Linked DNA regions of Gasterosteus aculeatus: all the other regions are linked to region 1. The links are chromatin contacts, called in public Hi-C maps. All regions are on one chromosome and are shown on one strand. Each heading gives the region's core, a stretch centred on a gene start, on an enhancer-like site or on the middle of the called end of the contact. The rest is flanking DNA. Distances are from core to core; before and after follow the strand shown.

Region 1 (4,902 bases), core at 785-3,284:
TGACACGTCAGAGTAGAGCTGGGCCGTATTCACATCACGGTATTCTGTACGGTATCCCGGTACATCAAAGTATTTCTTTTTGAGTAAACACATTCATTCGTTGACGCTGAAAAGGACACCGGCCAGCTGAACAGCTGTTTATCTCTCGCATCTGGCCAGCGGTTAAAAACCGGCCGTGAACAGCTGCTTTTTTTTGAGTAAACACATTCATTCATTGACGCTGAAAAGGACCACCGGCCAAAGGAACAACTGTTCGCCGCTTGCCGGCCAAACATGCTCACAACGGCCCGGCAAGTTAGCATGTTAGCTTGTTAGCGTGTTAGCTGTTGTGTTGCAATGACAACGTGGCGCAGGTCGTGTTCCAAACATGAGGACGACAGGGTTCTTATGCCATTGGAGAAACATCTGAACCAATGAGGAGGAGAGCCGTCGTTATTGTCGTTAACCACACCGGCAGGCTTCCCGCTTCACGGTAAAGACGTCTGCTGGGAGAAAAGAAAAGGGCAAAGTGAGGAATCCTGAAAGGAGCCGTGGAAATTTAATGAACAAGTGACTCAGAAAGCTGCTAACCAAGTCAATCTGCAGTGTGTGTGTGTGTGTGTGTGTGTGTGTGTGTGTGTGTGTAATGAGTTTAAACTGAGTCACTGCTGGTTTAGAGGACTGTGCACAACGTTGTTTTGTCTTAATATTGAACTGAGAGGGGAGTGGAGGGCGGAGAGGGTTAGCACTCTTTGCTCGTTTGGATGATTCTTTGAAAAAGAGACAAGTTCCCTAGTTTTCATTATCTCTGCAGCGAAAAATACAAACATCCTCCAAAACGTCACCGTGTAAAACTCTGAATACGATTTATCCTGAAAGGTGAGCTGGTACTCGGATAATTTATTAATGATAAAGTCGTGCAGGCGGCAGCTTCAATTCCTGGTGAGACAGATGTGAAGGGAAGGATATCAGTGAGTGTGTGTGTGTGTGTCTGTCTGTCTGTGTGTGTGTGTGTTCAGATCAGCCCTCTACATTTCCTCATGTGGGTTTGACTTTGGCCGCTCCAAATTTCAGACATCAGCTGTCACCTCAAAACACACACACACTCTTTACACATCTCCCTCACGTGTGCAGATGTTGCGTCGGATTTTTCTGCAGCCAATGCAGAGTGTGTGTGTATGTGTGTAGTCGCTCTTGTTTTTTTCTCTTTCCATTATAATTCAGCTACACACACACACACAGACAGGCTTCTTGCATGTGGCGGCGCAGATGGCCTCCTCTCACACCGAGGCTGCCATGAGCAACATGAACAGTTTGGCGACAGTCAACGTCATGATGCATTCGCTACTCGAACCTCAACCACCTTCACTAAATACACGTAATCCTGACCTGAGCATTGATGAAGGCCAGTCGCTCACAGCCGGACGGCCGCTGAAGCCAATGCATTCTCACTAGTGACCACCAGGGGGCGACTCCTCTGGTCTAATAGAAGTCTATGAAAAAATTACTCTACTTCTCTCTCGGTAAACTTCAAAGCTCTTTAAGTGAGGAGTATCCTCACTTAAATAATATATCCTCACCTTCCAAAAAATAGTAGTAGTTTGAGTTTAAGACGTGAGGTTTGAAACAAACCACAGTCCTTAAAAACACACAGTAAAACAGCAAAAATGTTGAAGATCACCTCATGCAGACATTTTATTCAGCAGATATTTTCAACTTCAAACTATGAAGCATAAGAGGAATAAGAGGAATATACTTCTTTTCAGGTGAAGCCTTCCCCGAAGCACACAAACAAACACCAGCAGCTCCAACGTATTACCGGGAACACAAATAGAACGAGACAAAGCAAACTGTGGTTCTTCTGACGTCACACCTGGATGCAGTTCTCCTGCTGCCCCCCCCCAGGCACCGGGTCCAAATGCGTCTATTTATAGCTCAGCATCAGCTAACGGACACGATATTTATAGCCCGAGATCTGTTCACTGTTACACACACAGACACACACAGTGCGCATCCTCCCACACGCGCGCTGGAAGGCATACGCTAGCGCACACACAGAGACACACTCATACATGTAGTCATTCAGAGGGTATCGGGTGCCTGGAGGAGTCCTGCTCCATTAAAATGCAGCCGACAGAAAAAGATGGCTGACGTAAGCATTAATGAGCACTGCACTCACACACACGCACAAACACACACGCACAAACACACACACACACACACACACACAGGTCATGGAAGTCAACAGAGGGGGATTCAAAATGTACATCGACTGCCATAAGATATTCATGCTTGACCATTTTTACACACAAAGCGGCCGTCCTGGCAGCGCGCCTTTACGTGCTTCAAACACAAACAGCGGGGGGCAGCGTTTGTTCACTAAGTGCCACTCTGAAAGGCCCTAAACCCCTTCTCCGTTTCACACTCCAGTGCACGCCGAAGCCGGCTGATGTTCCCCCTCGGAGACGCGCGGCACAAGAACTCATCCGCACGGCTTCCACGGGCCTCAGAGGCAGCGGAGGGACGCTGCGGCTAGTTAGCGGCTAGCTAGCGGCTGGCTAGCGGCGAGGGGCACATGCACGGAAGACGGGGCCGTTAAACACAAATTCAGTTGGTCACGCCAGATGAAGAATAGTTTGAATGTGAGTTTTGGATGTAGCCTTCAGTTAGCAACTCGAGACTCGAGGACGGCGCGAGAGCTGAGAGACGACATCAACGAACCCTGCGGACATCTTACGGACGTAAAAGAAAAATGTCTTCAACAGGAATCTAAATTAACATTCATACATCGAGAAAAGACATTAACGGTTTTCGTTCGGAATCCCACCGTGTGTTTTTGACATATTTTATCCAACAAAGGACAAAACCCGACACATCACGTCTCAGACTACAAACCAAAACCAAAAAGGTTCTTCTGTTCTTTTGGAAAGTTCTAACTGGTTGAAGCAAAAGTCCCTTTCCAGCTTCTGCTGAGGCTTCTACTGAAGAGGAAGAGCGTCTGACAGACACACAACCTCTGAGAACTGACGCCACAATCATTGTGTATCATTGTGTATCTCAACTCCTGCGCGTCGGTTTCATCCCTCCCGTTTGTGTTTTCACGTCATTAATACTTAATACACGTCAGAGTTTTTCCTCTCCGTCAGTGGGAATCGATACTGACAGTTCTTTGTCTCGCTTTGCCCATTTAGCATTTCAAGACTCGTCCCTTTACCAATTAACTCAGATAACGTCTGACAGGAAGAAGTGAACCAAAGGTGATGCACCCAAACACATACAGGACTTCTCCCATTAAGAAACATTTGCTGCTTTACATGCACACAGCAGGTGAGCGCTGCTGAACTCTCCCAGAAACAGAGAAACTAAGCCTCCCAGCACACAGCAGTGTGTGTCTGTGCGCGCAGGCCCCCCCTGGTCTGTTGTGAGTTCATTTCTGCACAGATGAAATAAGGTTCCACTCGCATCCGGAGAAAACAAAACGACCACAAGGCGGCTTAGAGAAAATAGGGGGCGGGTGAGTGTTTAAGAGTCGTTTTATTGTACACACTGAGGTGAGAAATACATTTTTTTTAAAAGGCAGTGGAGTTGAACCTTTGTATCCATCTCGGGAAGGAGATGAAGGGTTGGAGACGGCGAGGTAAACACTGTGTTGTTTTCCATTAGCGGGTGACGTGGTGACAGCTGCTCGCTGGGGAATTCAACCGGCTCTCGCCGCAGAGACGTTTACTCCAACAGCACCGTCCAGTCTGCAGGAGTCGGCCGGTTGCTGTGCCTTGCCAAAGGGCACCACGGTCGTCGGTGGAAACAAATGAAGATGTCTCGTAAGCGTCGGTGCATGGATACATCCACCCGGGATTCAAACCAGCGAGGTGTTTTTGCGAGGAAAATAGATGGATATCTAAAAAGGGTTTTGTTAAGTTTATGTAGTGTCTCATAGCTAACGCTGCTAACAGCGCTAACCTCACGTTACCCCGCAAAACCTCAGGTTACCTCGCTTCGTCTTTGGTTACTCCACGTAATCACACCTGACCTTGTTACCCAGGTTACCTCACCTGACCGGTACCAGGGGGCACCACCAAAATATATATATTTTTTATGTTTATTTTGAAAATTGAGCTAGTATTTGGTCCAGTTTTAGTAGTAGTAGTAACAGCAATAGTAATGATTGATTAATAACGGAAGTCACTTATCAAGCAAAAAATAACCTTCAACATCCTGTGAAAACCAGGTATCTTCAAAACAAATCAATGTGATAGTGAGGTTTTGGTACTTTTCCAGTTTTTTTAATGATGTGTCACAAGGGTGAAAAAGTGTTCCTGTTTTTTATTCTAGGTGTGTTATTATACCTTCAAACATGCAGAACACTAACAAGCTCCCTGAGGCGGCCTGATATCCTCACAGGCGAGCAGGGAGCGAGATCTTTCCAAGGATCACCTTGGGACACGCTTCAGGTTTTAGCAACAATCAAATTAAATCTCTGAGTGGTTGTTAACTTGCAATAAAAAAACGGATGTATTTATTGGTGCTGGGTATTATACATAACTTCCAAATGTGTGTAATGGTGATGTGAAGCGACATCAGGAAACTGAGCAGGTTTCTGTTTAGTTTTATTGAAGCCAAACATTCAGTTGCTGCACGTGTGTCTTTGTGTTGCGGTGCAATTTTCTAACTTTGGCAATTCTTCAAAAGACGTCATGCTTCACGGTCAGGCGCCTCGTGGCGTTAAAATAACATAAAAACAAGTCAGTAATTAAACAGAATATCACGAGCAGAAATGCTGCACACAAAACCAGATTACCAGCAGGTTAAACAAGTTACACTTCACACGCTGCTTTCACAGCAGGTTAATTAAAAAAATAAACCCGTTAAATATGTCACACATGAACAGAATGTGCAGCTTGAATACTGACGAGGAAAAGCAAC
Region 2 (4,902 bases), core at 611-3,110, 110 kb before region 1:
CGGAAAAGTAGCAGATCGACAGAAATAACAAAAATTCCACTTAAAGTACGATGGCTGAACTTTCATCCAACAAACAACGTCAACTGGAGCATCTCACTGGGTCAACAGTCCAAGTCTGTAAAGCCAATGAAACTAAAGGACAATGTCGAACCGTGTCGCTGCATCGTTGCTCTCAGGTGTTTTGTAGTTAAAGCTTGCTCACGATAAAATGTTATTTTGAGACTTTTTTTAGCGTAACAAGAAGCAACATCTTACTCAGTTAACGTTCAATGTTGGAGTCGGTCGATACTGCGGATCAATACAAGAAAATGTATTTTTATTCAGTTTTACTGAAGTAATAATGTGGAGATGTGCATTTGCTTATTTGCAGATAGAAGTAAATATATTGTATTTTCCCACTGAATTACTTTGGTGTCTGTGTTTTTATTGTTGCAGTTTATTTTAAAGGGAGAGTTGAGTAGTTTTATTGTTTGCGTGTTTTTTGATAAATTCCGTCATAAATATGTCAAATGTGCTTAGTTTATCTGGAAAGAACAAAATAACATTTTAGCACCCCAAAATTTGAAAAAATAAAAGTCATACATATGTATGATATGGCAACGATAAGCAGCGTTGACTTGGTTCCATATGTATTTCCTTTGGAGAGGGATTTGCTTCTTTTAGTAATATTAGCACATGCTCAATGGAGCGACCTGCAGGCGGCCGACTGGGAGCAACTATGGAGAAGGACCCGTCGGCCTCAAGGAAGTTCTGGGAAGGCGCAGGAAGGGGAGGCGGGGGCTTAGCTCGGGTCGTGTTCAGCAGGGGGGAAGAACTGCGGACCAAACGGGGGATGGATGGTTGGATGGATGGATGGATGAATGGACGGATGAATGGACACCGGGGAGATGCTGTGGGCTCTGGACTGACTGGCGCAACATATGCATTAATACAGCCATTGCAGTATATGTTCCCAAAACCCCCCCCCCGGCGCGGCTCCGAGGTTAGCCACACATCCGTGTACATCGGACGCCGTGTTTGTTGAACTCTCACTGCCCTCCGTTCCGCTGCCAGGAGAATCTGTTTGGAAAAGTTTCGCGCTCTTTTCAACCGTGAGGGTTTACGGCCCAGCAGGCCTCTGACTGACAGCCGTGTGAAGGAGCGGTGTGGTGTGCAAAATGGATTTCCCCAAAAACAGGTATCCCCCCCCCCCCCATTGTGTCTCTTCAGCAAATTTCAAGGAAAATAGATTATATATTTCCAATGTTTTTGATTTTGCATGAAGGTTGTGCCTAAACAAACATGCCTGGAAAAATAAGGTTGACTACGTTGTGTTTATTACCGAAAAGGTGATTCAATGCCGCGGAGAAATACAAACGTTTTGTCGCAAACATGAATATTTATCCGTGTGATCGAGGTGGAATCTTCTGCAGGAAACATGCATAAGAGAGGACTTGCACAGCAGCTCACAATGCATCAACATCTGCCAGCTAGGCTTCCCATTAGCATGTGTGTGTGTGTGTGTGTGTGTGTGTGTGTGTGCACATGGTTAATTCTCCCACCTAGAGCCATACATAATACCGTTATAAAACACAACATGACCCCTGAGTGGGATAATGAAAAGCGATCACCACTGGAGCCACGATGGGGGGTAAAGGGAGGGAGGGGGCGGGCAGGACCGGAGCTAAATGCATCATCCCTCCCTCACGCGGCATAGTAACACAACGCCAGCATGGACGTATAACCTGCGTGTGTCGTCATCGGTGTGTGACGTCAGGCCGCGCTGGCAGCGCAAAGGATCGCCGTATATGGTGGTGATGATCGGCGCAGCGCGTAAAGCTCTGACGCAGCGCCGTCCCGTGACTGCAGAGAGAGGGAGAGAGGGGAGGAGGGGGGGGGAGCAGCAGCTGCAGTACACCCGGGGAGCCTTCAGCCTCGTTCCTGCACTGATCTGGGGGCAGTCGTGACTGCGGAGCTGCCAGCCGAGAGAGCGATGCGGGACTATTTATAGGATCGCCCGCAGTTTCCAAGCAGAAGAAGTCGCCTTTTTCTTTTTGCCGCCGCGATGTCGTCGAAATCAGCATTTCGTGACGCACGCACGCTCGTGCGTGTGTGTGCGTGTGTGTGTGTGTTGAATGGTGGCGCGCGGTGGTGGTTGCGCGCGTGTCGCACCACGGAGGGAACCAGGGACGCAGCTAATGACCGATTCCAGATCAGCTGAATTACTGTTTTATGAATTCACCCTGTTGACATATATTGACATTCCATAAAATGGTAACATGTTTACATGCATTGTTGTTGTTAAAAACAAAGTTTCCCAAGATGCAGCCGATCGCCCCTAGATTGTAAATAAAGTTCTGTGTGGTTTATAAATGTCTGACATGTGCAGGTTGTAACCACTGATTGTTGTTCATTCAATGTGTAAAATGCACAAATAAATCTACGTTACCTACTTTATTAGAGCCCACAGATTGATTTAATACAATGTTATCAACAGCCAATTTAATTTAATATACTTAATAGCCGGATTAGTAAATTAATCCCTGGAGAGACAAAAACAAAGGATTAAAAAACTGTTTCCAGTTTCCAAAGACAAAGGGGGTAATTAAGAGTGCAAAGCAACGACGTGACCCCTGTCATTTGTCCTTTCACGCCTTCCCTTTAGTGCACGCAGAACACGATGGCTGAGGACTCCCGTCACGGCAGGTGTGATGTGTGCTGCTTCTGCTCGGATCAACGTGTCTCCTGAGGACAGTTAAGAAGCTTATCCAACATCTCGAACAATACACGGACAGAACCAACGCATCGCCAACTGCAAGACGTTGGGTCCGCTGGCGTAACGGCAAATACCGCTGTGCTCAACCGGTCTGGCTCATAAAATATGTTCAAAAGGGTTCAAAACAAATCGCCTCAGGCCAAGAATGATGTTAATATCGCAGGTCACGACTAAGCAGCCGGAGATTAGTGATCTATTAACGCTTTAGGTAGAGCTCTTTGGTTCTGTCGATCTTCTGTGTGTATGTGTGGCACGAGGTCAGCATCCGCTGAATCTGACAGTTATCAGTGTGCTACAAGGTGACCTTTGACCTCATACTGCGTCCTGCAGTGGCGCATGTTCTCTGTCCAGTTAGTGTCCTGACAGACAACCATGTACAGAAATGTACGCCGATACACTGATCGGATTCGCACAGAGAGGCAGGCGTCCCACGGAGCAGAAGTGAGGGGTCGTGGGGGATGGTGGTGGTGTGTAGGGGGGGGGTTACAGTCGACAGTCGTGTTTCTGTCCCTGTCAGAGTTAAGCCGGAGCTCTTGGAGGATGACACCGCGTCTAATGACTCTGCACTGCGGAGCTGCTCTGTTTGCTGCAGTCACGACTGCCCTGCAGAAACAAGACGGCAGAGGACAGCGGGGGGACGGGAGGAGGCTGACGGGAGCGTTCCTGATCGCCTGCTTGCAACTCCGGCTTTGGGGCTGTACAATTAGTCACCACAGTAAAAGTAAAAGTAGTTAAGGGCATTGCAGTGTAACGCGGCAGCTTGGCTGTAAATCTCACCTTCGCGAAGGTTATTTCAGTCTGTTGAAAGCGCCTCAGCGAGTCGGAGGGAATGGAAAAGCTGTCCGTCCGTAGAACAGGTTGGGCGCGTTGCCGCGACTCCTCCGGTTGATTTGTGACAACAAATGGAAGCTGGCGTTGCTGCTATCAGAGGTCAAGCGCGTGTGTAGAGAGCAGCGGTCTCCACCGAGACCCTTCGCGTCGTTCGTGCCGTCTGTCGCGGAATGAAGGAGCCGTCCTTTGGCGCCCTCTGAGTTACATCGCTGCCTTTCTTTTGGTTTGCTCTCACAAACGATGTAGTTCTGCTGGCTTCGTGAGCAGAAGGGTTCTTTATGTCGGGGGCAATCCAGCATCTGATGCAGTTGGAATGAGAGGCCATAAAAACAATGAATGCCCCCCCCCCCTTGTTATTAGGAGTGAGCTGCAGGCCGCGCAGGTAAAACTATTTCAGACTCTTGTTCACAGCCGAGGAGGCTTGTTTGAGACTTGCGTGTTTGCGAAATGAAAAGTGTTTTTTGGTTCCAAACCAACTGAGCACGACCACTGCAATGTTCAGCTCGACACACCTGGGCCGCTTCCAGCTGGTCGTAGTGATTTCTCATTATTTTTCTTGAGCAAAGGGCTCCGATCCCCCTGAAAGCAGCACCAAGCGGCGATCAGACTCCGGTTGCCGAAATCCCAACTCAGAGCTGATCTTTTGGGTGTATCTTTAATGTTCTCCTTGATCAATAAGGTGAGCTGACCAGCTCAATCTGAGGAGCAGCTACCAATAGCAGCAATGGCCTCGTTGCTGGAGCAGAAGGCCTGTCGGACTGAAAACAAATATATCACAGAGTCCCCAGAACTAAACGTTCCTGATTGAATGTGTGAATGTTTGGGATCTGCTGCACGAGCGCTTGAGCTGTCTGGTGGGTTTGCATCGTTTCAATGGCTCCTCAGAGCGACGTTGGGAGCATTAACGTAGCAGAAGACGTGTGTGTCGGAAGCCGTTTGAAGTGACTCTGAATCTTTTCACTGAGCGACTTTCGAGGTGCCTGAGATCCATCCTGCATATTTTACCTTCCACAAAATCACATTTATTCTCATTCTTAACCTCATCCTTTCTTCTTGCCCTCTCGAGGGTCCTTCTGCTCCACACCAGGGGGATGATGGTTCCTCTCCATCCTCTGTTCCGTTGCCTTTCTCCTGACGGTGGCTCTCTCGTGAGAACATAAAAGATGGCGCGTGTCTTTGCCGCCGCGGGACTGACAGCAGGCCGTCAGTACAGCGGTGGCGGATCAGCGATGTCCCTCGCGCACAGACATCATCAGCGCAGTCACTCACACGCGAATCACAGTCTAGCCGGGCGGAAAATTGCCAGCGGCCTGTTA
Region 3 (4,902 bases), core at 1,386-3,885, 97 kb before region 1:
CTGAGGCTTGACCAGCTTTTAGTGTAAAATGAAATCTCTCATTTTTTTGGATTTTGGAAGACGGTTCTTTTGCCTTGAACGATTTCATGTTAACCTACGACCTGTGAGCTCGGTCCAACACTGACGGCTCACGGCGAAGCCACTGAACTAATAATGAATGATTAAACCGTGGCACCATTACTGGAGCCTAATGAAACGACTTCATGTGGGATTGATGTCGACGATGCACATCTCACAAGATCGCCACACACACGCACACACACACACACTGAGAAGGAAAACTAAAAAACAAGCTCCAGCTCATCCAGCAAACATCAAAGACCCATTTGCCTTTTATGAACCATGTAAGCGTTTTCTAATCTGCCACAGTTTACCGCCAACCATCCGTCTGTGCACAGCGACACTCGGCATGTTTTCACTAAACGCGCGAGAGACAACAGCGAAAATCGCCGCTTACTGCAATTCATCCAGCTTAATCGAATGCTGACTTCTTCTCTACGTGCAATAACCGCTGACAGCAGCCACCCGCGCCTCACCTTGACCGGGGGTCTGGAGGGCCGCAGGTGCAGGCTTCTGTTGCTGTAGCGATGGCCGTGGACTCTGTCCTTGTGGGCGTCGGCGGCGGCGGGCACGTTGGGAGGAGTCAGCAGGAGTTTCATCAGCTGGGGGAGGAAGGAGGACGGGAGAGATCAGTTTTATTCTGTGTGTGGGAAATGTAATAATGTCTTTATGTGACCACATGGATAGAAAGAGGGGTGGGGGGGGGGGGGGGGGGGGGGTCATCCAAGCTCATTTCAATTTCTAATCTATATTCCGTCAGCTGTTAACTCCCTGCAGGATGGATGTTTGTACAAGGGAATAAAGGCAGAGGAGGCCACGAGGTCAAGATACTGTACATTTATCACTTCGCCAACGCTGACAGCCACGCGGCTCCTTCCCGTTTCCTTAGAGCAGCCGGATCCCGCCTCTCTCCCCTCTCTGCGATATCATGGAATACGACTTCTGCTCCTCAGTTAGCGGCCACTCCCTGCGTGGCCTCCTCATTAGGAACCAACACCCTCCTCCACCCTCCTTTGCTTCACAATTTTCTCGGACACTTGTCCTTCATCCTCGCCTCCTCTCCTTGAATCCTCATCCCGTTTCCTTTTTCTGTTTTGTTTTTTTCTCGCCTTCCCCTTTCCCACCCGATCCTCGTCTACTAGTCCTTCTCTCCGTCCACCCCCCCCCCCCCCCCCCACAGCTGTCTGTCATCTTTCCCGGGTATTACCTTTCAAATTGTTATTAACACAACTGCCCCCCGCCCCCCCTGCTGTCCGCTCATTGCTTTTTTCATCTGTCTATTCATCTATTTATTCCAGTGCCTGGCTTCATGACAGGGCTATCAGCTGATATGAATCAGCCTAGGGAGAAAATCCCCCCACTAAGCAGAGCAGCTTGCTACAGAAGAGGACGGTGTAGAAAGTACAGATGTGACGGGAATTGAGGATTGAATCGAATGATTCGCGGCACAGGAAGCCCAGAGGGCCCTGTGGTCACCTCGGGGGCTACAAGTCCATCCCTGCTGGGAATTTATACAGCTGTTTCATGTGATACGGCTGCCAGGGTGGAAGTGAGGGACAATCTCAATGATAAATTCATCCCTTAATTTATGTTCGGATGAGAAGTACCGGATCATTTGTTGCTAGTTAGTCAAGCTGGTAGAGCCTCAATGGAGCCACACTGTCACTAAATGCATTAAATGTAGAATAAAAAGGTCCAGACAGTCAGAACCGACTCAGCAGAAGAAAAACAGGAGACAATTGGACCCTTTATCTACTGTTACAATCATTAGCACGCTAGTTAGTTATGTGCTAACGCACTGTGCTAACGCACTGTGCTAACGTTAGCTCCACATCTTCAGCACAATCTCTGAACTCTCGTTCATTTACTGTACATAAATAAGTAATGGTTCTGTTTTAGTATGTTTAACGATACGTTGTGTGATTATTGGCTTTCAGAAAATGACTGACGGCACATGTAAGCACGCTACAAACATTATCCAGCCGCCTTGTTATGCAAAAAGGGGCTCAATGACGGCACCTGAACCTCTTTAAATATTGTATATATCAAGCGTGCCTACACTCCTCTGGTTCCTCTTCATTTAAGGGCTTCATAAAGTATCTCTGAGACTCCTCTTAAAACCAGTATCCATGCATACGTTTACATTTATGATTGAGACACTAAAGAGGAAACCCTTGAATCAATCCGATGAGACGTATAATAATGTGACTCTATGAAAGTCGTGCAGGAGGTTCATGGTTTACGTCAGTTGTTTGTCTACAGATGATTCTCCGGGGATTCTAGTTTATTCGTAACGCTTCAACGAGTGCGACAGTAATTGCGGAAAAACTCTCTGGGTCAAATGGCCGATGCCAACTTGGCTCAGAGCGCCCGGCGATGCTCCTCTGAGAGTCCCATTGAGGAGAATGAAGAGGAGACTGAAGGTTTGTGTCTGTGTGAAACACTGAAAGAGCCCCCACCCTCCGCCCCACCACCACCACCACCACCCCTCCACCCGCCTGCTTCAGGCCCCTCAAACACTCTACTCCACTCTGGACGCCTTCCAGAGCTGCACTGGCGGCATCAATGCAGGCCTTGTTCTGTGGTGGCACACACACACACACACGCACACACACACACCTACAGGGGATATGACACACATACACAGAGAAAAGGCCGAGGTATTTGCAGAGAAGTAGTGTAGTGTAGTGGTGTTGTGTGGTAGAATTAATCTGGTTCAAATTCTAATTTGAACTCAATTAATGTTCGAATATGGAATAAAAATTGTGATGGGTCACAAAAAATGTACAAACAATGTATTTTTTTACATGAATCCAATCAAGCTCTTAAAATGTCAAACAGATTAGCTTGTACACGCAAACACAAATACACAAGACACACACACACAAACACAAACAGTTTCCTCTCTCACCAATAGAGGGCAGCGATACACTCATGACCGAGCACATGAGTGACAGCAGTCATGTGACAGTGAACCACTCCACCGATGGAAATAAGGGATGGAGCACAAACACACACACACACAAAAACACACACGCACACACACACACACATCTGGCAGCGTCGGTAGAGTAAGCACCCTGATGTTGTTACACAAGGCTTTTCTGTGTAAGTGGATGTGAATGTCAGGTTGCTGTTTGTTGCCACTGATATAAACACAATGAAAAAGCCATGATGCACATTCACATTCGATGGAAGAGTTCTGCTCCCTGTTGGAACCTCTGACACGCTGGAGGTGAATGTATTTAGAAAGAAGAAGAAGAAAAACAGCGCTGATATAAATATATGTACTTGAAGGAGGCCAAACACTGCCATTAGAGCCATCAACAGCTGAGAGGACTCTATAACCTCCACACTGCTCTGCACTTTAGCTTGTTAGGATTTCACTCACTGTTACTGTACTGTTCATTTATATTGCACTCATTTCATTTAATTTAAGTTTTTTCTTTTACAACCTGCTCAGTTTTGCACTTTTCCTCCTCACCTAATTTCTGCCTCATCCGTACCTCATTTTTAAATTTTTTTAAATATTGTATTTTTATTTTAATTTTAAAATTGGTCGGCTTTCCGGAAAGGCAAGCACAAGAATTTCAATACACAGGGCGTGTGTAAATGACAATAACAATCTTTGAAACATCTATTTAAATAGTGAACAGCTGGGTTGCGGCTAAGTGGAGGGAGTAATAAATACAGTGTGACAGCTCATGACGCATCATGAGTAAAAATGAGAATGTCTCAAACTAAAAAAAAAAAAAAAAGAAGAGGCAAAAGTTAAAATGTGACTTTTCTTTCTGGTGCTTTGAAAAAAAAACAGCAGTACTTCTCATCAGTGGTTCACGTGACGACGATCTCCGGGAGCTCGGAAAAAAAAGCAATCGGAGGTGCGACTCGTCCCAAACTGCCTGCCTGGAGGCGCCGAACGCCGAACGCCGCACGCCGCGCTCCACAGAACCACTTCACAGGGAGCAGCCGCAGACTGACAGCCATAGTAGTAGTAATAGTAGTAGTAGTATGTGGTTGCGTGCAGGAAAATAGAGACGTGAGTGAGTGAGGGGGAACTTGGGGAAGAGCGGTCTATCTTGCCAGCTGTCAGGAGGAATGAGGCAACGAGCGGTTTGACGCAGCGCTCCGCGTCCGGGGGGAGTCGAGGCCTTTTCTGCTGCACTGTAACACTATTTCAGAAAGCACAAGCCGATGGGGGGGAGAGAGGGAGGAGGGGGGAGGTCACACACAGTGCCGGGGCGGGACGGCAAGGTTGCTTCCACCGATCTAGAAGGATCGGCCTTCACTCTGGTCATAATGCAGCGTACGTGCAGATAGCGACAGAAAGAAAGTGACAGCAGCCCCTTATTGTCCTTGTTCCCCGTATATTCAAAATCTAAATGTAAAGATCTGGACGTTTCAACCAGCTTTAGCTTAATGCCAAAGTCTGAGAGGAATGAACCAAAGTATTAATGGTTGGGAAAAAAAAAAAAATTCACAATTCATCTGGAGATGAACTTAAATATCTGCACCAAAATGTCCAGACGTGGTCTTTTTGCAGATCGCCTCCAAAACCTAAACTGACCCTCGATGACCTTTGTTTAAATCGTACGATTCGCCCGCGTCACCAAAGGCAACGCAGCTCCGTTGAGTTTTTACGCTTCCGGGCATCCGGCTCCCACAACAATCGCAGCGCACAAAAAAAACCCCGCAAGCAGCTCCCCTCCTCTGCCGCGAGATTCAAGTGGAATTAAGTGCAATAAGGCCGCGTAACAGCAGCAATCACGAGTCATTTATCGCAGAGAAAAAAGCTTCCTGCTTCAATCAAGCCGCGGAGGCGGCGGAGTGAAAGTAGGGCAC

Evidence for each region. Hi-C and Micro-C count contacts between places; a contact is called where the count stands out from the background.
Region 2: a contact with region 1 is called in a Hi-C map of skeletal muscle, with 5 times the contacts expected there. The contact joins two enhancer-like sites. A contact is called at or near these places in 4 of 6 Hi-C or Micro-C datasets (liver, skeletal muscle and whole body).
Region 3: a contact with region 1 is called in a Hi-C map of tail fin, with 3 times the contacts expected there. The contact joins two enhancer-like sites. A contact is called at or near these places in 2 of 6 Hi-C or Micro-C datasets (skeletal muscle and tail fin).

The regions. Positions count from the first base shown.
Region 1 is chr4:4,116,868-4,121,769 of fGasAcu3.hap1.1, reverse strand. It overlaps arhgef37 (Rho guanine nucleotide exchange factor (GEF) 37), which reads right to left. Exons shown (of 16, transcript XM_078101962.1): 16 at 4,570-4,902. Among protein-coding and RNA genes, the nearest start is that of arhgef37, 19 kb to the right of the region's middle. Within about 2 kb of position 2,034, at least 4 of the 9 cell types and tissues checked have open chromatin away from gene starts, as enhancers often do.
Region 2 is chr4:4,231,564-4,236,465 of fGasAcu3.hap1.1, reverse strand. It overlaps pde6a (phosphodiesterase 6A, cGMP-specific, rod, alpha), which reads left to right. Exons shown (of 24, transcript XM_040175242.2): 24 at 1-403. Among protein-coding and RNA genes, the nearest start is that of pde6a, 19 kb to the left of the region's middle. Within about 2 kb of position 1,860, at least 7 of the 9 cell types and tissues checked have open chromatin away from gene starts, as enhancers often do.
Region 3 is chr4:4,214,219-4,219,120 of fGasAcu3.hap1.1, reverse strand. ppargc1b (peroxisome proliferator-activated receptor gamma, coactivator 1 beta) reads right to left here. Exons shown (of 12, transcript XM_078101968.1): 4 at 537-662. Among protein-coding and RNA genes, the nearest start is that of pde6a, 37 kb to the left of the region's middle. Within about 2 kb of position 2,635, at least 3 of the 9 cell types and tissues checked have open chromatin away from gene starts, as enhancers often do.